Regions from separate parts of the Mus musculus genome. Here regions 2, 3, 4 and 5 are each linked to region 1. The links are chromatin contacts, called in public HiChIP or PLAC-seq, Micro-C and promoter capture Hi-C maps. All regions are on one chromosome and are shown on one strand. The core of a region is the stretch at or near the end of the contact, and the rest is flanking DNA. Distances in the headings are between cores, read along the strand shown. Region 1 holds the start of Flcn (folliculin). Region 2 holds the start of Olfr225 (olfactory receptor 225). Region 3 overlaps Gm33998 (a long non-coding RNA gene). Region 4 holds the start of Mprip (myosin phosphatase Rho interacting protein). Region 5 holds the start of Med9 (mediator complex subunit 9).

The links. Promoter capture Hi-C pulls out the DNA fragments that hold promoters and counts their contacts. A called contact is a pair of places that touch in the nucleus more often than the background predicts. HiChIP or PLAC-seq counts read pairs in DNA pulled down with a chosen protein or histone mark.
Region 2: a promoter capture Hi-C map of macrophages shows a contact between it and region 1, with 6 read pairs. The contact joins the promoter of Olfr225 here to the promoter of Flcn in region 1. A contact is called at or near these places in 16 of 39 promoter capture datasets (the 3T3-L1 cell line, 3T3-L1-derived adipocytes, the C10 cell line and 11 more), 1 of 15 datasets of contacts at CTCF or cohesin (stem cell-derived epiblast-like cells), 4 of 484 Hi-C or Micro-C datasets (the HPC-7 cell line, bone marrow-derived macrophages and cerebral cortex), 18 of 115 datasets of contacts at active chromatin or transcription factors (the 230-238 cell line, the HPC-7 cell line, the NIH/3T3 cell line and 12 more) and 3 of 9 other capture datasets (adipose tissue, liver and pancreatic islet).
Region 3: a contact with region 1 is called in an H3K27ac HiChIP or PLAC-seq map of extraembryonic endoderm stem cells. The contact joins the enhancer-like site here to the promoter of Flcn in region 1. A contact is called at or near these places in 4 of 39 promoter capture datasets (the C10 cell line, the SN4741 cell line, cranial neural crest and 1 more), 1 of 15 datasets of contacts at CTCF or cohesin (stem cell-derived epiblast-like cells), 5 of 484 Hi-C or Micro-C datasets (the HL-1 cell line, the HPC-7 cell line, bone marrow-derived macrophages and 1 more), 20 of 115 datasets of contacts at active chromatin or transcription factors (the 230-238 cell line, the HPC-7 cell line, the NIH/3T3 cell line and 13 more) and 3 of 9 other capture datasets (adipose tissue, liver and pancreatic islet).
Region 4: a Micro-C map of embryonic stem cells shows a contact between it and region 1, with 4 times the contacts expected there. The contact joins the promoter of Mprip here to the promoter of Flcn in region 1. A contact is called at or near these places in 9 of 39 promoter capture datasets (the 3T3-L1 cell line, 3T3-L1-derived adipocytes, cranial neural crest and 5 more), 5 of 484 Hi-C or Micro-C datasets (cerebellar granule neurons, embryonic stem cells, muscle stem cells and 2 more), 9 of 115 datasets of contacts at active chromatin or transcription factors (bone marrow-derived macrophages, double positive thymocytes, effector CD8 T cells and 6 more) and 3 of 9 other capture datasets (adipose tissue, embryonic stem cells and liver).
Region 5: a contact with region 1 is called in an H3K27ac HiChIP or PLAC-seq map of embryonic stem cells, with 18 read pairs. The contact joins the promoter of Med9 here to the promoter of Flcn in region 1. A contact is called at or near these places in 1 of 39 promoter capture datasets (erythroid cells), 2 of 484 Hi-C or Micro-C datasets (embryonic stem cells and nephron progenitors), 3 of 115 datasets of contacts at active chromatin or transcription factors (embryonic stem cells and memory CD8 T cells) and 2 of 9 other capture datasets (liver and pancreatic islet).

Annotation. Positions count from the first base shown.
Region 1 is chr11:59,807,113-59,812,030 of GRCm38.p6, reverse strand. Flcn (folliculin) reads left to right here and starts at 1,992. Exons shown (of 13, transcript NM_146018.2): 1 at 1,992-2,371; 2 at 4,116-4,231. It overlaps Gm16062 (predicted gene 16062), which reads right to left and starts at 1,951. Exons shown (of 2, transcript NR_045686.1): 1 at 1,770-1,951.
Region 2 is chr11:59,610,560-59,615,477 of GRCm38.p6, reverse strand. It overlaps Olfr225 (olfactory receptor 225), which reads right to left and starts at 2,512. Exons shown (of 1, transcript NM_001011740.2): 1 at 1,253-2,512. The coding sequence starts at 2,512. The coding sequence ends at 1,253.
Region 3 is chr11:59,634,864-59,639,781 of GRCm38.p6, reverse strand. It overlaps Gm33998 (a long non-coding RNA gene), which reads left to right. Exons shown (of 3, transcript XR_388694.3): 3 at 2,768-4,740. Among named protein-coding and RNA genes, the nearest start is that of Gm33998, 6.1 kb to the left of the region's middle. Within about 2 kb of position 2,596, at least 115 of the 459 cell types and tissues checked have an H3K27ac peak or open chromatin away from gene starts, as enhancers often do. A contact at or near this core is called in the 230-238 cell line, the HL-1 cell line, the HPC-7 cell line and 5 more, where this site is marked.
Region 4 is chr11:59,659,571-59,664,488 of GRCm38.p6, reverse strand. It overlaps Mprip (myosin phosphatase Rho interacting protein), which reads right to left and starts at 1,982. Exons shown (of 24, transcript NM_001368931.1): 1 at 1,541-1,982. The coding sequence starts at 1,663.
Region 5 is chr11:59,945,344-59,950,261 of GRCm38.p6, reverse strand. Med9 (mediator complex subunit 9) reads right to left here and starts at 2,048. Exons shown (of 2, transcript NM_138675.3): 1 at 1,784-2,048. The coding sequence starts at 1,995. Med9os (mediator complex subunit 9, opposite strand) reads left to right here and starts at 2,115. Exons shown (of 2, transcript NR_045273.1): 1 at 2,115-2,438; 2 at 3,166-3,370.

The sequences.
Region 1 (4,918 bases), core at 743-3,242:
AGAAATCTGCCTGCCTCTGCCTCCCAAGTGCTAGTTGACCTTTTGAATTGGCAAGTTAATACACTGCACAAGGTTTTTATCTACTTGTTCTGACATGGAGGTAGGCAAGGAATGGCTGTTGCAGAGGGCTAGCTAGAACTAGCTCAAGGTAAGGCAACTAGCTTTTGGGTCTGCAACATCCCAGTCCGTCCACTGGTACTGACATTCTAATCAGCCAGCCATCTCCGAAGACAGGCTCCTTTTGAGTCGGGAAGTGTCTGTCCTATGGCTGAGGCTCCTGTGGGGAGCTTGCTTCAGCGAGCCTCTGGGACTGGATCGGTAGGAGCAGGCAAAGGGACTCATTACCCCCTCAGCCTGCGAGGCTTCTCAATGACTGCAGAAAGGAATCCTGGTAGCCTGCCTCAGCCTTAGAGACCTGGGGGAGCCAGTGGGGAGCTGCACACTCCTGCTGTCCCCTCACTGACCTCCAGACTCTCTCTGTAGTGACTGCTTTTGGTTGGCTGCCCAAATCCTCTGGTCGCAATACAGGATCCTGGTTCTCAGAGCCATAGTCAGAGCTGACCTGGTTCTTCCTAACATCGCTGTGGGGAGTTGCAACTGGTTTCACTTATATCCTGAGTGGCAGTCTGCTTAAAGCTGTTTTATCCTGCTTAAGTTTGTTAACCCCTAGTTGTCAGGTATCTGCTTTCTTCTTCTGCTGTCTGCTTGCTCTAGTCTTGGAGAAGGGTAGGGAAGAGCCTCGTGGAGGACAGGAGATGACTCACAGTATCAGGAATAATCGGATTGGTAAAAATAAACACACACAAGACAATACCTAACACCATAACTCCACCCTGCACTCCTTAATCTTTACCAGGCAGTAAACAAAGTTATAGAACACAAGTTTGCATATTTTTTTTCCTCCTGCTCCCTCTTCCAACAAAACACGAAAGCTGAAATAGAGAGAAAGGAATCCGATCCCCGTGATTTGAAAAACAAACAGATACCAACTCATCAACTTCTACTCATCTGAAGCTTCCCACTTCCGGATAACCACATTCTGGGCGTCCTCGTGTACACAGCGGAGGCTGGCAGCGCTGGCCGCTGTGTACAGCTGGCAGCGTTAGTTACAGGCTCAAGCCCAGAGCTCTGTTCTCATCTGTCTTCAAGGGCCCATGGTATGCACTAATAGCTTTAAAATTCATTTAAAAAAAGATGTATTTTTTTTTATTATTTTTAAAATGTGAGTACACTGTCACTCTCTTCATGCACACCAGAAGAGAGCATTGGATCCCATTATAGATGGTTGTGAGCCACCATGTGGTTGTTTGGAATTGAACTCAGGACCTCTGGAAGAGCAGTTAATGCTCTTAACCGCTGAACCATCTCTCCAGCCCTTAAAATCCTTTTTTTTTCTTTTCTTTCTTTCTTTTTGGTTTTACAGGGTTTCTCTGTGTAGCCCTGGCTGTCCTGGAACTCATTCTTTAGACCAGGCTGGCCTGGAATTCAGAAATCCATCCGCCTGCCTCTGCCTCCCAAGTGCTGGGATTAAAGGCGTGCGCCACCACTGACCGGCTTAAAATTAATTTTTAAGTAGCTAAATAATATTCCATCCCTCATCCCCAAACGGGAAATCAAACCCAGGGCTTAGAGAAAACAACCCCACAATCCACGAACTGTTTTGAAAGCTAGTTTGCAAAGATAGGGCCGGCTCAGGGCAAGACTGAGCCGTGCACATGCGTGGTCCTGCTTCGCTCTGTACCCTCCTCCCTCCCAGGACCTGTCCGTACCTTCCACTTCTCTCGAAGGGGAGACGGTTTCTCTGATCTGCAACTTTACAGGCAGGGAGTGGAGTCCCAAGAACTCCCAGAATCCAGAGGAAATTTTCCGCAAATCTTTCCTCTTCGGTAGGGACAGGGCATGGACTGACTAATTCTCTCTGACTTTTTTGAAATGTCAGTTTTGACGTCACCCCTGCAGAATGGCTTCTCTCGGCGGCCGGAACCATCTACGCTTTTCCGCGGGGCGACTTGCCGCGCCGAGGGGCGCGCGTGGCCGAGGGGCTTGGATTCCTTGCCTGGAGGAGCATTACGTGACACAGCAAGGCTCCGCACATCCTAGTCGCCTGCGGGGGACGCAACGCTGCTCGCTCCGGCTAGTCACTGGCGTTGCCTGCCCTCTGCCGGCCTGCGGATGGTTCGGTCCGGCTGGGTCACGCGCTAAGGCTCAGTGCAAGGGCCTGCGGAACGGGCTAGCACTTGCCGAGGGGCAGAACAGTGGCGACAGCCCCAGGACAGTTGCGAGCGGGTTCCGGCCCAGCATCCGGGAGACGGCGGCAAGCGCCCCAGCTGGGTTGGTGTTGGGCCATAGGGCTGAATGGAAAGCGCGGATGGTAAACACCTGGGAGAGGGAGGTGGCAGGTTCCACCCCCCGTTTGGGGTAATTGCTTTAGTTTGACTGAATACTGTTGGGGACGTCGCCCTGCCAGTCAACCTCCGTTTTCTAGCAGGATGGCCGTCTGAGGACAGGGCAGGCAAGACACCTCATTTCTCTCCACTCTTAACAGGGTAACTCGTCCTCATGCGTTGGAAGAAATGGTTAGCCCTGGGATTAGCCAGTGGATCGCCGTTGAGGTCACAAGTGGCCCATAACAGTAGGGGGCCAGGAGGACCTACTGCAAGTATAGGGTGAATTTCCATTTCTCGGGGGTGGGGGTGGGGAAGCCTGGTACCACCCATGGTGTCCGGCAGAGAGAAAGACTACAGCTAGTGTATTGCTGGCAGTGCCGAGCTATCATAGTTGTCATTAAACAGTAGAGAGGACATGGCACGTGACAGTGTTTGCTCTGCTAGTGTCAAGTGACTGGGTGCTCTTTAAAGGAAGTCCTGCTGAAGTTGGCAGTAGTAGAGAGGGGAGTGGTTCTAAGTTGGAGATAAAGTTCCCTGCTGAGTTTCTTACCCACTCTATACTAGCTAGTGTAGTAGGGGGATCAGTGAGTTTCCTGTGGGAGACAGTTACAGCTCCTGCTGACTTCCGTGGAGATCCTTGTAACCCCTTGTTTGCCTACAAGGCACTCTTAGTGGCCTGGTGCTGTGAGAAGACAAGAAATAGAGATGAGGAAAAACTAGGGCACACCAGGGAAGGATGGTGTGGGTCTCGTTTGCCAGGCTTGTGGTTCAGACAGCGGGAGCAAATCTCGTACATGCACAGCCTGCCTCTCAAAGTATGACGCTGAGGAGACTGTCTTCAGCTCGAAAGGTTACTAGGAAAGGGTGGTTAGGCACACTCCCAGAAGCCGGCTCCTGTGGTAGAAGAATGTGGTAGACATTGGGATTGGGAGAGTAACAGAAGACCTAGGCTCCTTCCTCACCGGAATTCAGACGCCATATGCAATCCCGTCAGAGAAGCCTGTTGCCCAGTGCCCAGGAGGATTTCCAGAGGATAAGTGACAGTTGGTGTTACGGGCTGGGAAGGATTAGAAACTCAGGTAGTAGGTTTCTCGGTGGCTGCAGAATGGAGTGTCATGTAGGTTCCATTACAGTCTTCCAGGGGCTGCCTGGGCTGAGGAATGAGTAACCAGAAGATTCGAAACTCTTGTTGGACAAACCCCCTTTTTTTCTTTTTTAAAGATTTATTTATTTATTTATACACTGTAGCTGTCTTCAGTCAGCACCAGAAGAGGGCATCGGATCCCGTTACAGATGGTTGTGAGCCACCATGTGGTTGCTGGGAGGTGAACTCAGGACTTCTGGAAAAGCAGTCAGTGCTCCTAACCACTGAGCCATTTCTCAAGCCCACAATTTTTGTTTTTTGTTTGTTTGTTTGTTTTTTTGGTTTTTTGAGACAGGGTTTCTCTGTAGCTCTGGCTGTCCTAGAACTCACTTTGTTGAAGAGGCTGGCCTCGAACTCAGAAATCTGCCTATTTCTGCCTCCCAAGTGCTGGGATTAAAGGCGTGCGCCACCACACCCGGCACGATTTTTGTTTTTTAAGATCCAAAGCACAACAACAAATACAAATCTCCAGCTCCTCCTGACAGTCCCTGATTTGACTGTTAGCTGCTCCGACTCACGCTGCAAGAGCTTTAGCTCTCAGAATTTGGTCTGATTTTTTGTTTTCTTGTTTTCTCTTTCTCTAGACAACCTCAAGTCTTTGAATTCGAATAGTGCAGCTTGCTTACCTGACTCTTCCGGCGGGCCTCGTACATGTTCTGCTCTAGGCGGGATGGTGCAGTTGTGATGTGCTAAGCATAAGGTTGGTACTGACACTCCGTACTTGGGCCGTGCACGTGCATGCTTTGCTGAAGGGTGCTTATTTCTCCTCCTTGCATGCCCCTCTAAGAAGGACGTGGCCCCGTTTCCAGGATGCGTGCTTCTGCCCTGGGTCCTGACTCTCTTATTTCCCCAGCGTCTTTATTCTGTTATTGGTTGCTTCATATCCTCTTCCACACTGGGCTCTTTTTCTGTTTGAGACAGTGTCTCATGTTTCTTGTAGCCCAGGCTGGCCTGGGACATTCCATGTAGCTACAGCTGAGTGATTCTCCTGCTGGCATCTGGTGCATCCATTCCAGATGTGTGCCACCATGATCCTTAAACCATAGTAGTCCTCGACCTCGATGGAGTGATCCCTGAGTCCCTTCTGTGCCCTTCAATTCGTAGGCTCCGTTTTCATTGTGGTCCTGCCTGAGCCTCCTTGGTGACCTCCAGTTTCTGCAATTACAGTGGTCATCTCGATGAGCAAGTCATTTGGGGCCCTCCTTGTGTTGGGAACGTCAGTGGACAGAGAAGGGACTGTGTTTAACTAGACAAAGTCTCCACCGAGAGGGGCTTAGCAGTTGTAAAGGGAAAACAAGCAACATAAGTCCCAAGCCTAGGGCGAGTGACAGAGTGGGAGCTGGTTGGGTTGGGGGTGTTGGTCCGTGTGAGCTAGTTTGTAAGGACA
Region 2 (4,918 bases), core at 1,263-3,762, 200 kb after region 1:
CAAGCCAAGGGAAGCAAGCCAGTAAGGAACATCCCTCCATGGCTTCTACATCAGCTCCTGCTTCCTGACCTGCTTGAGTTCCAGTCCTGACTTCCTTTGGTGATGAACAGCATTATGGAAGTGTAAGCCGAATAAACCCTTTCCTCCCCAACTTGTTTCTTGGTCATGATGTTTGTGCAGGAATAGAGACCCTGACTAAGACACCCACTAATGGGAGCAACTCACGTATTTGTACAAAATGCTGAAAGGGAAAGAATAAAAGACATTCTGTTTGCATCTACAACAAACTCACATTCTCATTCTGGTATTCCCTGTAAATCAGAAGGGAAAATGTGAAGCGAGCTGACGTGTTTTTCAGTGTTAAGACAGTCCTACTTCATAACTGTCAGAGGGTGAAGGATGAGTTGAATGTTTTATTTCCTCATGGTTAGCATCGCCATCATCACTGCCATTGATAGCCTCATCTTGGTTCATTCTCACTAGTCCTCCTCCATAAGCAGTGATGGCCTTGCTCCCTAGACACTCCCTGCCATCCTTAAAGTTTCGGTGCCCAGTCTTTCTCTGATGCAGAAGGCCTGATTGATCCATCGGGAGCGATCCATCGGGAGCTGGTTCTACGAGAACTCTAGAGCACTGGCGGCAAGCTTTGTCACCCACTCATTACTGAGACGTAGAGAGTGCCGAGGTCAAGTGCTTGCCTGGGGTAGGCAAGGCCCTGGCTTCCATGCCAGCCCCGCAAAAGTCTAAAAGAAATAAGAGAGAAGGAAAAGAAAACAACAAAAACGAAGCTGAACATGGTAATCCAAATATTTGCAATCCCAGCACTTGGGAGACAAGGAGGGGCGCTGGGCTACAGAGATCGTGCCTCAAGAACAAGAGAAAAAAAAAACAAAAACCCAAAAACCAAAACACATTTGTCAAATCAAAACACACAGCTGACTCATGTTTCCATAGACCAATCTGTTCTGTTTTGTGCTACTTTTGAAATGCTTGCTACATTCACTAAACTCACTTTGTGACCTATACATGGGCCATGACCTGAAGTTTAAAATAAGCAATGCTTTTAGTTAAACAGTTAAGTCCGTTTGTGCGGGGACAGGGAGGAGGGTTGGCTGGTGACCATCAGAGGACATGGGAATGTTTGCTCCACAGGGTGGAGCAATAGAGCTGGAAAACTGAGACAGCTTTCTATGGGAGAGAGCAAGTGTTCCCATTACTTCTCTGACACACAGGCACATGCGCACACATTCTGTCAGACGGTGCCTCCTTCCTCTTGTGTCTGAACAGCATCACAGGTTAGCTGTAAATAAATCATTTCCTCCACTCTGTGCAAAAAAGGAAGCCACAGGTCTTTTTCTGTCAGTTTGCTGGGGTTTTTTTTTGTAAGAAGTCCTATCTCCTTGAATAAAATGGAGGCCCTTCCCTGCAGACAGTAATATACATCACTGATCTGGGACCTATGGGATACAAGACACCACATCGTTGCCACCTTTGGCTTATTGTCACTATGATTCACTATGGGTCCGAAACACATGGACAAGTGAGGTGAGTTCCAGGTCCTGTCAGTGCCCTGCGGGTCGAGCAGGTTTCTATCTTTTCCCAGAACCTTCAACATGGCCGCCTTCATGTCTTTGTTTCTCAGAGAGTAGATGAAAGGGTTTAGCGTGGGGGTCACCAGGCAGTAGAACAGAGTTAGAAACTTGCCCTGGTCCTGGCTTGCCAAATTGCCAGGCTGCATGTACATGTAGATGATGCTACTGTAGAAAAGAGACACCACCGCCATGTGTGACGAGCAGGTGTTGAAGGCCTTGCGCCGACTAGCTGTAGACTTGATCCTCAGGACGGCGGCAGCAATGTAGCCGTAGGAGACCAGGATCATAATGAGAGGCACAAGAACAATAGGGATGGCCAGGATGAAAATTAGGCCTTCTATCCAGCTTGTGTCCACACAGGAGATGTGGATGATAGCCGGCATCTCGCACACAAAGTGGTTGATACGGCGATGACCACACCGCCCCAGAGACATGGTCAGTGGGGACATCAGTGTCGAGCTGGCTGTGCCACCGAGCCAGGCAAAGGCTGCCAGCTTCAGGCACAGCTGTGGGTGCATGATGGTCAGGTAATGCAGTGGCTTGCAGACAGCTACAAAGCGGTCGTAGGCCATAACTGACAGGAGAATGCACTCGATGCCCCCCACGGACAGGAAGGCAAAGAGCTGAACAGCACATCCTACGAAGCTGATGGTCTTCCGTGGGCCCCAGAGGTTAATCTGGAACTGGGGGATGCTACTGGTGCTGTAACAGAGGTCAAGAAGGGACAGGTTGCTGAGGAAGAAGTACATGGGTGTGTGTAGCCGGAGGTCCATGAGGGAGAGGAAGATGATGGCTGAGTTGCCTGTGACAGCTAGAAAATAAAAGACCGTACAGACAACAAAGAGGACCATCTCCAGCCGGGGCTGGTCAGAGAAGCCCAGGAGAATAAACTCCCCAGAGCTCTCATTGTTCTTCTCCATCAGCTGTGACCTGTTCAGAAAGCATGACACACAAGCATTAGGAAAAAGCCAAGATGATCTGGACACAAACGGTCCCCCAGCAGGGACGTATTTCACCACATCATCAATATTTTAACTGTAGCGACTTGTTTAATGCTTGCCTGTCAGGTGAGGTACCAGGAGAAGATATTTGTCTACCATGGAAGGAAGCTCAAACTATCCCCCAAAGAGCACTCTAATCCATTTAATTAAGGTAAACGGATAAATGTTCAAATCTTTTTTTTTTAGTTTAAAAATGGAGCACCTATTGATATTTTTAGAAATAAAGTAACATTTTAAAAAGTCACTTTCCCAGAGTCTTCTAACATTGCAGTGATTTTCAAAAACTTGATACAATCACCTTTTCATTTTTGTGAAATTGTTTCAAGAAGTTTGCTTGGATCTCCCATTTCCTCACCCCATGTCCATGTTTCAGTCATCAAAGATCAGTTGCATAAAAACCTAGGCTATTGTTCTTATGATCTTGTGCCACGAGTTACAGGTGGAAAGGGAATGAGGCACACGTTGGCATTCAAGTTACTCACAGTGACTAACTATGCTTCCAGGAAACTAAGAGCCCATGGTCCTAAATGTTCTGACTTCTGAAAAGCTAAAGATTTGGTCTCACCTTGTGACCTAGTGATTCAAGTGACATTGCCTAAGAGACCCAAAGTAGCTTTCATTGTGTGGAGTTTTTCTGAAAATTATGGCACACAGGAAGGAAAAAAAAAAAAGAGCAAAATGTCTCACAAATATGAGACATGTTGATTTTCAAGCTTCCTGAAGCCCCAGCGTTCTAAGATGCTGGTCTGCAAGGAGGAATTCACCTGTCAGGAGGATGCTTAGGAATACCCAAGCCCTGTTTGCTGCAAAGACCTCTCCTCAGAATGACCTGCATCTCTGAGAGATGCATGAAGAGACCGAGTCCAGGATTGAGATGTTGCAGCCAGGTGAGGCCCTCAGATGAAAGGGGAGTCAGGGCATTTTTCCCAAGAGAAGAAAAATGATTGCTAAAGGCTGAAATCTTCCCGCACATGGTTCTCTGTGCTTGGCCTTTCTCTTAAGAAAAGTCGCAGCCATGTTCTTGGGCAACAGAAGCTGGCAGCTGTCCTCCCTCATACCCCGCATGCCACAAGTCAACAGCCTGTTACTTGTCTCATGGCTACACTTTAAACCACGCTTTGCTTCCAGTTTAAAAAAGGGAATCCAGTAATACAATGAATGAAAAATAGAAGAAGTAGAAAATAAATATCACATGCTCCAAGATACAAAAAGACAATGGCAAAGGGTGAGTTCCCTTGACCACATTCTTTAATTGAAGGCTAGAGGTTATTTTCTTGTCCAAAGAAATACCTTGATTCATGGTTATCTGGTGAAATCCCAACCGCAAAATCATTGAAAACAGATCTTCCTAACAATTCACAAGTTGTCTGATACAGACTCTCGGAATGCTTGAAGTATAAACAAACTAATGGGCTTAATTCATTGCCAGTAGCAAACCCAAATATTCTAATAATGTTTGTAGCAGTATATACTATAAGCTGAGAGGTGTACAATCATAAGTGTTCAGGAAAAGCTGGGGACATTTTTATGGCCCATTCCACACTGCTGCACAAAATACGGGAGAAGGGATGATCTGTAACAAACAGAAATGTGTTTGATTTACACTTATCTCCAGTTTGGGAAGCTCGGGGTCATGGGGATACATTTGGTGAGTGCCTTTTCGTTTTACCATTCCATAGTAGAAAGACAGAAGAGAGAGAGGTCAGGGTCATTGTTTTATTTGGAACTCACCTATGTGATAACTTACCCAGTCCTGTGGTTATAGCAGCATTCACTCTGGAAGAGACTTTGAGACCCAACACCTTTAACAGAACCTGCTCCCACTCAACACTGCTGCCCAGGGGAGTCAGGGTGCAACACATGAACTTTGGAGGAGCATAGTTAAACCATAGCAGTAGCTTTGTGGATGGCAAAATCAAAGAGGGTTGTCCGAAGAGAAAAACAAAAACAAAAATGATTCTCTGCTGATTGGAAACTGTAACATAGTTACACAGCAGATATCTGGGGACTAAACACAAGAACGGTCAAACCTTGGCTTGGTGTTTACTCTCACTTACCAGGTAAAATGCAAAAGTAAGGAGAAAGAGAAACATTGTTTTTCTTTGAAAGCCTGTCCTGGAAGTAAGTGTTCAGCTATTTAGGACATGGTGAACACATTGTGTTTACTGAACCGGGCAACCTACCCCAGTACAGAAACTGTCACCCCACACTTACTCCCTAGAAAGGGGGTGACAAAGACTCCCTGTTCCCACCCAAGCATTTCTTCCCCATAGTGAATGGAGGAGACTTTTAAAGGGTTCAGGCTCATTAGGAAGTCAGGCAGCT
Region 3 (4,918 bases), core at 1,347-3,846, 170 kb after region 1:
GGCAGCTTGAGGGGCACAGGCTGGTGTGGGGTGGGAAGCCTGCTATCCTTTGGAGGTGTGTAGCAGCACTGGATGCCTTGGAATTCACTGTGCCCTGAATCTCCAAGGCACTCCTAGCTGCCCCCTCAGTCCTGAGTGGACAGTCACCTTGGAGAGAGGAGACCCATTCACCTAGGACTCCTTGTGCCTCAGGTGTTGCTATTCCTGCCTGCCACGAGTAAACACCCCCCCCCCCGCGCTTTTTCACTGCTAGCCCTACAGAGGCTAACTGCCTTAGACAGTAAACTGAAGCTCTGGGCTGAGTAGCCTTTCCGGAAGCTGTGTGTAGCTAGTTACTGACATTTTCCCAGGCCTGTGGACCAGAGAAGCTTTAATGAACCATGGGTCTGGGAACTATAAGACACAGAGCTAGGTCAAATCAGGCATCTGAGGAACAGGTGACAGAGGTTTGTCAGAGGGAGGGGCGATACCACAGGCCTGGGTTTAACAGCCAAAGATCCTCTCAAGACCCTGCTTCTGGCTATGAACCCTACAAACTGCCTGCAGCTGTGTGAACAATTACTGCATCTTCTATGCAGCTAGGATAGGCTCCAACACAATAGATTCATGTCTTCATACCAAGATGAAACAGGGTACAAATGCACTCACTGGTGGGGCCTGCATGGTGATACCAGCTGTTGCCAGGGCAATGTCTGGAGGAAGGCCTTCCCACAGGGTTCTGGGTGGGCCTGCCTGCATGGGGAGAGCGATTTCACATGTGAAATGCTGCCCAGTCGGTGACACTTGGTCACACTTTGGCAGACTAATCCACATCTTCATGGAGGTATCATTCATGTACCTTATTTATGCCTAGATATCTGTTCTTCTGCTTTCTGTCCCATTCGGCGTGCAACTGCCACCACAGCCTCATTTTACATATTTTTTGTTAATTTATTTTTAGTTATGTGTCTATGTGTGGGGATGTGCATATGAGTGCAGTGCCTGTAGAGGCCAGAAGACAGTGTCGGGTCCCTTGAAGGCAGAAGCTAGGCTGTTGGAAGCCATGTGACATAGGTGCTGGGAATTGAGCTCGAGTCCTCAGCAATAGCAGCAAGTGCTCTTAACTGCTGAGCCACGTCTCCCATTCCTACATGTTCTCTTCACGCCAGTGCCATCTATGTCTCCACTGGGCTGCAACTCCAGCCGCTGATGTGCCACATTCTGTACAGCTGTAAGGGTTGACCTAAGTGGGGCGTTGAAGGGATGAAGAAAGGATACACACGGAAAAGCTGGGATCAGGTGGGCTGTGCTCACCCTAGTGGAGGGCACCAGCGGTGCCACCAACAGTGGGGAATCCCAGCACCTTTATTTATACTCTGAGCCAAGGTAGAGGGTTTATCATATACAGCTGGATAAGGAAGCAGGCTCACAGTATACACATAAACAGGAGACATGTTTAGTTAATCTTTCTGAGAAGTCTTTGTAGGGGATCAGTCTTGGGCTGCAGTCATCCCAGAGGAGGAAGTTGGTTGATCGTTTCTGAATACACTGTCTATATTCACACTCGGATCAGATGAAGGCTTTGCCAGTTCCCATGGGTCTGAGGCACTGGGGTCCTTGACATGGCTGTGTTCAGCAACACACATTCACTCAGACCTTTCTCTGCTCCCCACGCTCATCTGGCCTCTGACTCTTTGGCTTGCCTGTTTGGACATTTTCACATCATAAAGTCATATGGCATATGATCTGTGGTCTGCAGCCTTCACCCAGCCTCGTGGTTTCAAGACTCACCCTCCTGGTACCTGTGGACATACCATTTTACCATTCTTCTGTGGCCAACTTATAGGCTGTTACATGGGTACAGCACGCACATTCACACACACACACACACACACACACACACACACACACATACACATTGTTGAGAAGATAAGGTTTTACTCTGTAGCTCTGGCTACTTTGGAATTTATCATGTGGACCAGACTGGCCTCCAACTCAGAGATCTGCCTGTCTCTGTTTCCTCCTGAGTGCTGGGATTAAAGGCATGCACCACCACCACCCGACCAGATTTCATATTTTAATGTTAGCAAATACATTTTAAAATACATGTTGAAAGAAGCCAGGCATGTGGCTTATCCCTGTAACTGAGCACTCGGGATGCTGATGTTGGAGAGATGCACGGGGTAAAATCAGCCTGGGTAGGAAGATGAGATCTTGTCTGAAAAAAAAAAATAAAAATTAATAAAAAGTGGAAATAAACATCGAAAGAGACAGTGCATAGCAAGACATTAAAGGGAGATAATGAGTTGCTGTCCCACAAAAGGGAGAGATGGCCCTAGTATTAAAGAAAAAAAAAAAGAGTCCATAGTATTTTTTCCCAACTTCCTGTTCCATATAAACAGAAACATTTCCCAAGCCTTGGTCTACAAGGCTACATTCTGTGTGATGCCTTCTTGTCTATATTCCCAGAAGGCCAATGCTCAGCAAAAGTACGAGATGTTTCCTGAGAGCAAAAGGGTCTGGCCACACCCCACTTAGCCTAACCTGTATCCCCAGCCACTGTAGCCAACCACAGATGACCTGCCGCAAACACTAAAGAGGAACTTCCTCCCTCCCATGCTAACCACTGGGATGGGTGCCTGAGTCACTTCCTGCTTGAAAGATAGATAGCGTGGTGCATACCCCAAAGCTCAGAGATTAAACATGTTTGGGAGCTATGGTGTGGGCTAGCTTGTCACCTCCGTTTAGCCACTGATGGCCAGTGATTTACATTCAGTATTCTGTTCAGTCTTCCAAACAGATTCAAAAGGGGACTGAGAGTCATACCTACCTAAGGTGGAGCTCAGAGACGCAAAACACTGACCAAAGGTCCCAAGACCTGAACTTGAACATGTTCTACAACTGCTGCTACACCCTCCTGGTAAACCTGACAAAATAATCTTGGACTGTGAAGCTTTCTGTGACCCAGAGCCACCACATTTCCCTGACCTGTGAGGCTATCTGGAAGGGACCTATTGTTTCTCCTATCCCCTGTGGACTTTCCCCTGCTGTTACCTGTGACAAAGCCTTCGTTATGCCACGCTGACAGCATTTGGAGCACTGCAACTATAATACAACGTTGGCCTAGAGAAGAAGCCATTTCAGACTCCTTTGTGGGCTGCAGATGAGGAGAACGGCTGGCTCACATCATTTACTAACTGGGTCATGCCAGCCCTTGACCATGCTCCCAAAGGCCCTGCCTGGCACCGTGTCAGCCAGTCCTGTCTGTGCCTCGGGTTTATGAGGAGGTATTCCCTCCTCGATAACAATGTTCAGAAGGAGCTAAGTCGGGGCGGGTGGGCAGACCCAGAATCCCCGCCTACAAGAGTGGCATTTTCCCCTTAAGTCCTTGCAGAATGAGTCTATGTGGCTTCCCTACTATGGCTTGGGTACTTGTGGCATTGTTGAAATGCCAAGCAGGGCTGGCACCCCTGCTTCCAGTAGCCCAACAGCCACTGCCCTCTTGGCAGCCCTGAGCTATGTGCTGAGCAGGTGGCCCTTCCCACTCAATCTGAGTCCAAGAATGTTGTCATCCGGTTGCCCAGGGCCTTTATCAGTGTAGCCTTTCTTACGGTGGCTGGGACAAAGGGTGTGGGTGTCCTCAGGACTCTGGGGGATTCTGGGAATGTATCTTTGCCTCCCCAAAATTCCAGCTGTCCTAGCTGTATGGAATTCTCATCCATCTTGCTGAAGAGATTTGAGACCTGTAGTGGGGGCAGGATACAGTTCAGTTCCTAAGTGTTTTGTTAGACTTACTTAGAGTCTTCTTACCATTTCTGAGTCATGCAATGAGAAGAAAGTTCTAGATTACTACTCAGACGCCTAAGAGCTGGGTATACAGCATCAAGAGATAGAGCGGCTTGGTAAGAGGACTGTGTCCTTCAAGCCTCAACCCTTTCTGACAAAGGTACCTTGTTGGAAAGCAGACCTGTTTTTACAAAGATTCAATCAATTAATCAATAAATTTAAAAAATTTTTAAATGTATTTCTACAAGGAAACTAGTGATATTCAAATGTTGGCGATGAATTCAATTTTTAAAAAAATTGAAATTGTCTGCCAGATTCAGCACATGTGCTGACCAGATGCAGGCTGGGGATCACTACGTTATGGCCCTGGCTCTCAGCCTGACTCTACAAAAGGGTACAGCCAGCCCACATCTGAACCTAGGAACCACAGCCCCTCATCTAGTGGTGGTGCAGCCTCGGGCTGGAGGTGACAGAACATGGGTAAGCAGTTGAGGTCAGGCTTTGGCCTCCACTTGCCCAGACTTGTTAGTGAGAACTCCAAGGACTGTCTAGTTTCAGTGTAGGAACACCCACAGTGGTTAAACAAGCCAGCCGGGGAGCAGGAGGAAGGAGCTGAGATCAGAGCAAGGAGTCCGCCCCAAGTCATGCCAAACAGCCTGGGAGCAGGGTACACGCAGAGATAGATGGACAGTGGACGTAGCTCAGCCCCGTTTGTTCTGCCTCTCACGCTTTAATGCTACAAAGTCTTACCATCATCAGCTCATGTCTGGAGTCAGAGAGACCTGGAGGTAGGGAGTGACCAAACACTGCAGTCCTTAAGTGTTTGGGGGACTGGTTGGAGGGCCTATGCAGACGCTCAAACTTACAGACGCTCAAGGCCCGATGCACATGCTCTCCCGGACTTCAAAGTTTGCCTAGATTGCACATAGCACCCAGCACAATGTAATCGTGCAAATCGCTATATTATTTAGGATGTAATGACATAAAAAAAAAGTCTGTTATATTTCACACAGACATGGTTTGAGGAGAATTTTTCCTCTTTTTCTCCCTCCTCTCACCCCCTTTCCTTCCTGTTTATAGATACAATGCATCATGTATTCAGGCTAGCCTGGAGCTCACATGTGGCAGAGAATGAATAGCCTCCCCACCCCAC
Region 4 (4,918 bases), core at 733-3,232, 150 kb after region 1:
TTTGTTAAACTATAAGGGGGAAAGCTCAATAAAACATATTTCTTGTTTTTCATATCACCACTACCAGTTTACTGATACGGAAATTAAAACAGAGGTAAAGGCCTCATTCAAGGTCAGACCTCAGAAAGTCACAAGCAGTAACCGCATATCCCATATACTGCTTCCCTGAACAGGATCCAAATGAGAAGAGGAAATCACATTTCTCTCTCTTCAAGAGTCCTACCCTTCCCAAATAGACAGGTCTCTAAGGCCCTTGGCATTCTCACAAATCAATGACTGAGACTTGGAGAGTCTGGTTAAGCTTCCTGATTGCTTCCTGGCTATTGGAAATCTGACCTCAGAGAAAGAGGCCATAACCCCTGCCCTACTACTCCACTCTAGTTTGCCCCATAAAACAAGTCAAACCTTGCTTGCCTGCCTGCTTGCCCATAAAGGCTTTAAAAACAGCCAAACCAGGGCACTTCAAAGCAATGTTTTCAGTCTAAACAGCTCTTTCCAAAAGGAGTGGCTACAACTAGGTGGCACTGGCTGGACCGTGTGGGGAACTCCACTGAAGTCAGCAAGCAGGGGGCAAAGGAAGTGGGCGAGGGGAAAGGGGAGCAGGATATATAGTGCTTTCCCAAAGTGCTGCAAACAAGGCCAGGAATCCTCAACACCAGAAACGGGAGAGCAACCAGTTCCCAAGGGCCAGTTGCCCAAATTGGAGACCTTGTACCAACACAAATTCCCAATCTCCTACACTGCTCCGGGGTTGGAGGTCTTTGGCAATCTAGGACAATGTTTTCCATGACTGTGACTTGGAGGTCTGGAACTCTGTTTTCCATGACTGTGACTTTGACACGGGTTAGGAAGAGCGTCTAACCTGGTCCAAAATCCTGACTAACAAATTAAGGGCAGACAGAGGGGGAAACCAACTTTCCCCAGAATGTACAGGTCTTCTTGGTCTCCTGGGCCAGAAAGCAAAACCAAGAAGGGAAGCCCCTACCCCTCGACAAAAGCTATTCCTACCTTCAGTTCAAGAGCAAGACCCACCCATCTGAAGAGAAACACCTCATCTCTCTTCAGACCCTGACGGTGACAGTGACTTAGAAGGAGAGCAGGCTCTATTCCACAAGATGGAAACTGGTGACCCACGCAAACATGCCAATTCCTGGGACAGTTTGGTGGCCAAGTCTGCGTCCAGTCCCAAGACAAGTCGCGAGGGGGGCGAGGGGGGGGGTAGTACTGACAAGTGGCAAGCAAGCCCCACTTTGTTCCTATCCAGGGAAACCAGACATTTTTTTGAGTCACCCAACAAGCATGAATCACACGGCAGAGCTATGGGAACGGGAAAGGATGTTATTTTTCGGCATTCTTGAGGATTTTCCCTTTGTCCCAGCTCTATCGATACTCTTCCCGCCCCCATTCCAACCCCATCCCCCAACTCTCACGCATTTTTTTTCCCTGCTCCATTTTTATTCTCTCTTGGCCTTCGCAGGCTCTGCGCTCCCCGGCACGACTCGCAGGCAGGACTCTCAGCTCCGCACCCGCGGCAGCTCACCTGCGTCAGGTCCTCGTCGTTGAGCAGATGCGACTCGCGGGGCTTGAAGCAGTTCTGACACTTGCTCTTGTTGAAGATGTTGGCCTGAAATTTCCTGCACGGGTTTTCCTTGGCCGCCGACATGTCGGCTAGGCGGCCGCGGAGCGGGCCGCCACGGCCCAGCGCTCTCCCGGGGGTCGGGGACTCAGCGCGGCCGCCGCCGCATTTTGCGCTGGCCGCCGCAGGCCCGGAAAGGCCTCCCCTCTCGCGCCGCGCCCCGCCTGCTCGCCGCGGCCTCAGAGCGCGCGCGCCGCCTCGCGCCCCGCCCCGCCGCCCGGCCGCTGTGGGCCCATGGACGGACGCGGCCTCCGGCCGCTGGCTCCACCGCGGCCGCCCCCAAGGCGCCGGCCGGCAAGTCCAGCCGTCGCGCTCACCCGGCGCCCGCCGCCACCGCGAACGAACCGAGCTGGGCGCCGCGCGCACTCGGGGAGGGGCGGGGTGGGGCGGGGCACCGCAACCGGCAGCCCCGCGAGCCAATGGCACCCGCACGCTCCTGCTAACAAAGAAACCCGTCGACCAATGGATGACGGGGGCGGGACCGGGAGCAGCGGGCGCAAGGTAACTTGTCCAGGCTGGGAAGGTGGAGGCGCTGGGATGGAACTTTCAGGTTTGGTGGACTGGCGCCGCCGCCCGCGGCCTGACAGCTGCGGCGTTGGGCTGGGCTGCTCCCGGAAGGACGCCGGAGATCTCCGCGGTCTCCCTGCGGGCCCCTGTCTTTCTCGTAGTCTCTTCGCTGCGGCCTTCTGCCTCGTCTAGCCTGCGCCCCTACTGTGTGCTAGGTCTGTGGTCGACCCAGATGCCACCATAAAGACTAGAAATTGTTTCAAGTGCTTCCCGTGTTTTAGATCATTAAAGTTCCATAACCTTCCCGTGACCATTCCGGTTTTACGTAAGGAAACTGAGGCGCGCGGAGCAGTTAAGTAATAAGACGTAGTGTTTCCGAGGTGACTAGAAGATGTCAGCAGCCGTGAGGAGTTGTCAATTCTATTATGGGAGCCCAATTCTGCTAGAGTTACGTACGCACTCTTACCTCCGTTTTGTGCTTGAGGAGACAAAAGCTCAGACACTGCGAATAGCTTGTGCAAGGTCACTCTGCAAGAAGGGCCTGAACTATATACTACAGGCCACTCTTGTCCAGACTCCCAGGCAAAAGGCCACTTGGAAAGGAAACGACAGAGGAGTCCAGAATGGGCGGAGGGGAGGGGGATGGAGGGGGACAACCCCTGCTCCTTAGGAGGCAAATTGTTCCCAGCAGCAGTGAAATGGATCTAAGCAGAGAGCATGCAGAACTGTTCCCAAGGTATGCAGGTGTAAGTGTGGGGAGGAGGAACAAGAAAGGAGTATGTGGTCCCAGAACTCTGAAAGTAGATCTAGGAGGGTGGAGAGTTTAAGGCCAGTCTGGACCGTAATGAGACCTTTATAAGGAGGCTAAGGAGGAGAGGAAAGGGAAAGAGTGAGGGAGGCAAGACAGAAAGGAGGAATCACTTTGACCTGAGATTCCAGGCTCAGCTGGCTGGCAGTTCCAGAAGTCAGCCTGTGTTTTTTAACAGGCTGAACTAACTCATTCTTCACAATGGAGGTGATATTGGAGCAGGTGGTGGCACTGAGAGCAGCTGCGCTCAGGTCACAAGGAGGCTTTAGGAGAGAAATGCCTTCAGAGTTGCGTACTTTTCCACTGGTCATCTGGTGACTACCCCGGGGAGGTGCATTTCCATTTTGAGAAAGAAATGCTCTCCTGCACAAGGAATCAGGAATGAAGGAGCCCAGATCAAAGTGTGCCTGCAGCCTGAGGGGAAAGCCCAGCTCTGATCCAGCTGTGGGCAGGTCTTTTGCCCTCACTGGCACCTCACTGACCACATGGACAAAACTGACATGAATGTAAGGTGTTGCAAGCATTAGGTGATAATCATCTTTGCAAAATACTTCACATAATGTGGCCAATTGTTAATTGGTGAATTTTGGGAAAGGGTGTTTACTGGACTATCCTTGCGACCTTGTTGATTTAAATTTTTTTCCAGAATAAAGACGGGGAAGGGGTAAAGGGAGACTGACGGTTCTTGTCTGCACCGAATACTCGGAAAGTGATACCAGTGGTGGCCTCTGGGGAGAAGAACTGGGTTATTGGGAGGTGACCTACTTTTAAATTTTCAATATAAAACCTTTTTGTTCCTTTCGGGTTTTGTTTTATGAGCATGTACAAGCTGTTTAAAAGAAAGACTTAGAGCCAGCAAGATTGCAAGGCGCGTAAAGGCCTTTGGTACCACACCTGATGAGTTGAGATGAGTCCCCTGAAGCCACATGGTGGAAGGACAGCACAAACTCCTGAAAGTTGTCCTCAGACCTCCAGATGAGTAGTACAGTGTGTGCTACAGTGTGTGCGTATGTGCGCGCGCGCACGCGCACACACACACACGAAATACATTTAAAATCTAATTACAAGTTTTCAAAAAATATATATTTTAAAGTTCTACCCGTTTCTTGGGGCCAATCAAGGCTACCCTATTAAGAAAATGCCCAGCATACGTTGTCCAGGCCAGCCACATACCACTGGTGTCACAGCTGTGGGTATGAGGAAGAGTGATTCAGGGATCCTGAGGCTGGTAGCCTGACAAGAGCTCGACCTCAAGCAAATGAAAACTGATAAAAACAAGAGGCAAACAGAAACCTTCCACTGGAAAGTCGCAGGGCCCTGCCTAGGAAACCCCTGACTCCATAGTAGACTGAGCGCGGGGGCTTCTGGAAAAGGCAGGACCCTGGACAGTCCAAAACTGAGGAAGACTCTGCCTGGAGAAGGAGGAGGAGAGATGTTCCAGATCACCACAGCAGGGCACTTGGCTCAGGACATCCAGACCAGTCTGTGTAAACAAACAGAAGCCTGGATGCCATTAAGGTGTTGCTGGAGATTCAAACAGCCCTGAAGGAGGAGGCATTAGGAGGATGAGTGAGTGGTACAAGCGCAGCCTCCCTAAGGAGGCAGGTATGCTGCTGCTGGTGGGTACTATTATCTCGTGACTATTTGAAAGAAGAGGCTCATTGGGCTCAGGGCACAATAAGACCTTGCCTATGGTGATAATTAAGTACTTTGTATGTGAGAATTGAAGTATTCAGGCTGGCAGTGTGCAGCTTTGGGTGGTACCCATGGTCTTGAACATGCTTCGTGAGGGTTCTCCCGCTGAACCAGGTCCCAGCGCAGTCGTGGATTCTTGTGACTAGGCACTCGCATAGAGACCTTTGGTCTGGGAGATAAATGGCAAGAGAAGTTTGGAAATGGCATCCATCAGGAAATGATTACGAAAGACCAAAGAATACAGATGTGGCCAGAACTAGAGCAGTGTCAGT
Region 5 (4,918 bases), core at 799-3,298, 140 kb before region 1:
AGTGAGGAAAAGTGATACAGAAGTGTAAGTCAGATAAACCCTTTCCTCCACAGTTTGCTTTTGGTCAGTGTTTCAGCACAGCAGTAGCAGTCCTAAGACAAACACCAAACCACCAGAGCAAGAAACCCAGACTGCCTCAGCTCCAGCAAGAGGGCTTGCCAATGTTCCTAAATGTGACCGGAACTGTAATCTTGTCTTAATTTACTTTTAGTATCTAATGGTTTAGAAGAAATTCAGAGGTTTGCACCTAGTGTCCTGTGGCTATACAGGTATGTGCTAAATAACCTGATTAATGCCAGATCATATATTCAGTAACTGTCTAATGCTTATAATGTAACCAAAACCTTCCTTTGCCTAATGACAAAGTAGTTGTGGTAATGTTGCAGCAGAATGCGCCACTCACAAGAGTGTGAAAAAAAAAAAAGTATACTGCCTGATGGATAAAAAGTATTACCTATACAATTACAGGTAGTTCTTAATGCTTGATAATGATAATAAATAATGATGTCACTAGTTTATGGATGTATTATACTGTAGCGCTTCGCCTTGTTGCCTAGAGACAGGGTCTCATATTAAATAGGAAGTTAACAGTGTCAGCCAGGCAGCCTGGCCAGAGCTCTTGAGATCTGTCTGTAGCGCTGGGACGCTGGGGCTCCAGGCACGAGCAGCCATGACTGGCTTTTTATGTGGACGCTGAGGATTGGAACTCAGATCCTTGTGCCGTTTGTACCGCGAGTGCTCTTACCCACCAACCTGTCCAACTCCCAGTGTTGCTAAGAATCCTGACTGCACAAAGAGGCACCAGGCAGTAACTGTTCCGCGTCACCTAAGTTTATCAAAGCACACTTGAGAATGCTTGCACCAAAAAGTGTACCTCTTGGAAATGACCCAAGCGTATATGGAGTGAGCAAAAACATAGGCCATCATGGAGACTGGAGACTTTGGGCCTAAAAGACCATACATCCTTGTATATTCTATTAGAATTATTAGAATAAAGTTAATAGTGGGACACAATCATTCAGAGCAACTTCTGTGTCTTCGTTTCAAATGTTTCCTAGCATCACTTCTCCCCTCTCCACTTGTTTGTTTGGAGACAGGGTTTCTCTGGATAGCCCTGGCTGTCCTGGAACTCACTCTGTAAACCAGGCTGGCCTCGAACTCAGAAATCCGCCTGCCTCTGCCTCCCAAGTGCTGGGATTAAAGGTGTGCGCCATCTCTCCACTTTTAAGAATGTTTGTTTGTTTTTCTTTGCTTGTAACCGTTAAGCCCTGTAAGGGTAAATGGCTGCTCCTTTCTTTACGGTGTACAACCCTAGTACCTAACAGAGCCCACACAGGTAAGATGCCTCGCATTGAAATGGGTACTAAACTGTGTACACGGTGAGAATCTCGAGTCTGAACGTCTGAGGTCCACCAAAATTCGAACACTTTTCGGGGCTCATATAATGCCACAAGTGAGAAATTCCGCTCTGGGCTTCATGCGAACAGTCAAAACGCAGGCGAATTAAAACAACTGTATAAAATTGCCTTCGGGCTATGTGTAAGGACTTAAGACCCATCCCCAAGTCACTGCAGGATCTGGGATGGGACACTGCAGAACCTATCTATGCATTTGATCAGTACGTGGGCTTCACCCGGGAGTAAAGTGTAACTCTTAAGGCGCCTGACAACGTGGGCCCTCTGGGAAAATGGGGCGTGGTCCAGAGCCCACGGGCTTTGGCAGCTCGGAACCAGGGACACTAGAGTCGCAAAAAGTGGTGTCTTAACCTTTCCTAGACCCTTACCATTTGATGACATTGTGAACCAACGGCAAAAAGGAGTAATTCTCCTCCTTCGCGCCAGCGGGGGACTGAGGCCGCGGAGCCGCCGGCGGCGGGAGCGCAGCGACCGGCAGAGGCTGAGGCGGTGGTGGCGGCTTGGACTCCGGCAGCAGCTCGGGCGGTGGCTGTAGCGTATCTTCGGCCTGTCTCCCACCCGCCACCCCAGAGGAAGCCATAGCACCAGGAGTCCAGCAGCTGCCGAGGGGCGCTGGGTGCTTGCGTCACAACTGCGCGCCCGGGGAGGCCGGGCGGGAAAAAACTCTGAGTCTGCGCCCTGGGCGTAGGCGGGCGGGCGTTGCTAGGCGACGGGTGTCGGGAAAGCTAAATTGAGTAGTCAGGATTAGGGAATCTACTCCAGTCATCTTTCTAGTTCACATGACAGAGAGAGGTCAAAACACCAACGAGGACCCCCGGGACTGGCAGGAAGAACGGATGACGCTGGTGAGCACCGTGTGAAACTGAGGCTCTGCGGCAGCGAGCATCCAGATGACAAGGACTTACACGTCTTTGTGTCATGCTAGCCTCCAGGAGGGCCCCAGACTGGCGACAGCAAAACAGGCCATACAAACTAGTTCCACACGGCTGCCAAGGGGAAAACTAATCGTTCTTCAAGCATTTGGTATGCATCTAGCAGGTGCCAGACTACATACGTATATAAGACTAAGATCTTGGACCAAATAGGAGAACTTTACGATAGGCTTGTATTTATTCATTTCAAGCAAATGGGCTCCATTAAAAATTTTCTGGACAAGGGTAGCAGTAATTCTGATTCTGACTAACAAAAATCAGGGATTAGGGAAGCTGTCAACTGGGAGAGGACATCTGTCTTTGATGACAGGAACCATGTCAGTAAAGAGAGGCCAGGAGCCCACATCTCAGAAACAAAAAGAAGCAGGAACGTGGAACTTCACAATGGTGTTTTCAGGTTTTTTAGCTACAGGTCTCAGAATTGTTTTCTTCAGAGCTGCAGATAGTTCTCTAAACAGAGGCACTGTCAGGAAAAGAATAATCTCAGTGTTGCTCAAAAGAAGACAGAAACAAAGTGAAACAAGGTGATTTATTTATTTCTTGAAAATGAGTGCACCAGAACTCAAGATAAGATAGCAGAAACACTCAACAAAATGGCCACTTTCTTCCATCTCAGGCTTAGGTGCATTTCATCCCATTAGTGGGAACACAACTTCTCAATATGACTCAATGGGCTAATCACCCAAAGGGAAAGGTGGGTGGGGGGAGTGGAGTTAGGGAATACAGGCCCCTGTGGAACTAAGTGTCTGATTAGAAGAACATTTCTCACTGCAGGAAACTGTAGGATTTCCTTCTAACCCAGGACCTCTCCACCTTAGGGGAAGGGCCATGATTCCTGAGGAAGAAGGGAGAAGAGAATGGTCTAAGATGGAACCAGGTGTGCCAGAAAAGACTTGAAGACACCTCTGGAGACATCTGGGAGAATGCATGGTAAAACGGCAGTGTTAGCAAACAGTAGCTATCACTACTACTGTGGAATGAAAGTGACGAGAAACCATTAAAACCCTCATTTAATCCACCGAGAAACTCTGGAAGGTATATCTTAGTTTTCCATTTTATAGAAAAAGAAACAAAAGTTTACAGGGCTATAATAGCAGCCCCAGGATCACAAAGCCACAGAGCTTCCTTGACACCAAGTCTATGTCTAAAATCTACAGGTATGTGATGCCAGGCTCCTCCCTGATCTGTAACTTTTGATTCAAAATGTTAATGTGAGCTTTTATTCAGAATTCAAAAAGCATCTAGTAGCCATTGATACTATCCTCATAGCAACCAAACATCATCTTTCCCCCCTTAATGTGTTTTATAACTTAATTACAAGTCCCAAATCTATCTTTGGCAGAATGAGGGCATCTCTTTAAAAAGCTCTTGAGATATAAATAGATATGGCTAAACAAAACAAATTGATAACGTAGGAAGCATGAATAAGTATGGTGCATTGACAGTTTGCCCTAAAAATAGTTAATATAATTAGTGACAAAGAATAGAGCTGACTTCACATCACGGCAAACAGCTTTCAGAAAACTGCTCCCTGTTCTGGCTTCCTTAAAGCTGATTATTGCAAATACGTGTGTGTGTGTGTGTACAGCCATTCTGATCTAAGTCAGAAAAGGAGGGTGCTACTGAGGTATAGGCAGAGTCAGAGTCTCCATCCAGTTAAGCTGCCACTATAGTGTCTTGGGCAGGTTTCCATGGCTTCACAGGGTACCCTGTCCCATCAGGCCTGTGGATGAGAGGTCAGGCTCGAGGTAGTCTGCCTGCCTTCAAGCCAGGCTTCACCTCCTGGGAATGATATGACTTTAAACCATTGTGTAACTTTACTCTCTGACTACCTCCATAGCAAAAGAGGAACGCTGAGCAGGTGTTTTTGGTTTGGTTTGGTTTGGTTTTTTTGTTTGTTTGTTTTTTACAATTTTCTATAGTGGGAATGTGCCCCCAAAGTTCGTATTTAAGAAACAACTCCAGGGTCAAGAGGGTGGCCCCTTTATGAGTTGAGTAACATGAATGGATTCATGTTCCTTTAGGAATGAATTCCTATGAAGAGAACAGGTTTGCTATAAAAGCAAGGTCTCCCTCCTCTTGCTCTCAAGTTATACAGCATCTGCTGTCATATTACGACAGAAACATAAGCCCCTTGCCAAACATGGCCCCTTGATCATGACCTTCTCAGATCAGCAACTGTGTATGTAAATAATCTCTGTTCATTATCAATCATCCAGTCTGTGATCTCCTTATAGAATACAAACATACTAAGAAGCCTATAAAATACCTGGGACCATGATATGTGTGAGATAATATAAAAGATATTTTTACTTGGATGTGGAAAACCCAGGCTGACAGCAGATTGAAATGTGCTCTGGGTTCCGCAGTTAAGAACACTGGCTGCTTTTCCAGATGATGTTGGTTTGAGTCCAGCACCCATGTAGGCAGCTCACAACTGTGCGTAACTCTAGTCTGAGAGATATGATGCCCTCTTCTGGCATCCATGGTCACCAGGCATACAAATGATGCAGAGACACAAAGCAGGCAAAACGCCCACACACCATACATAAAATAAATCTCAAGTAAAAT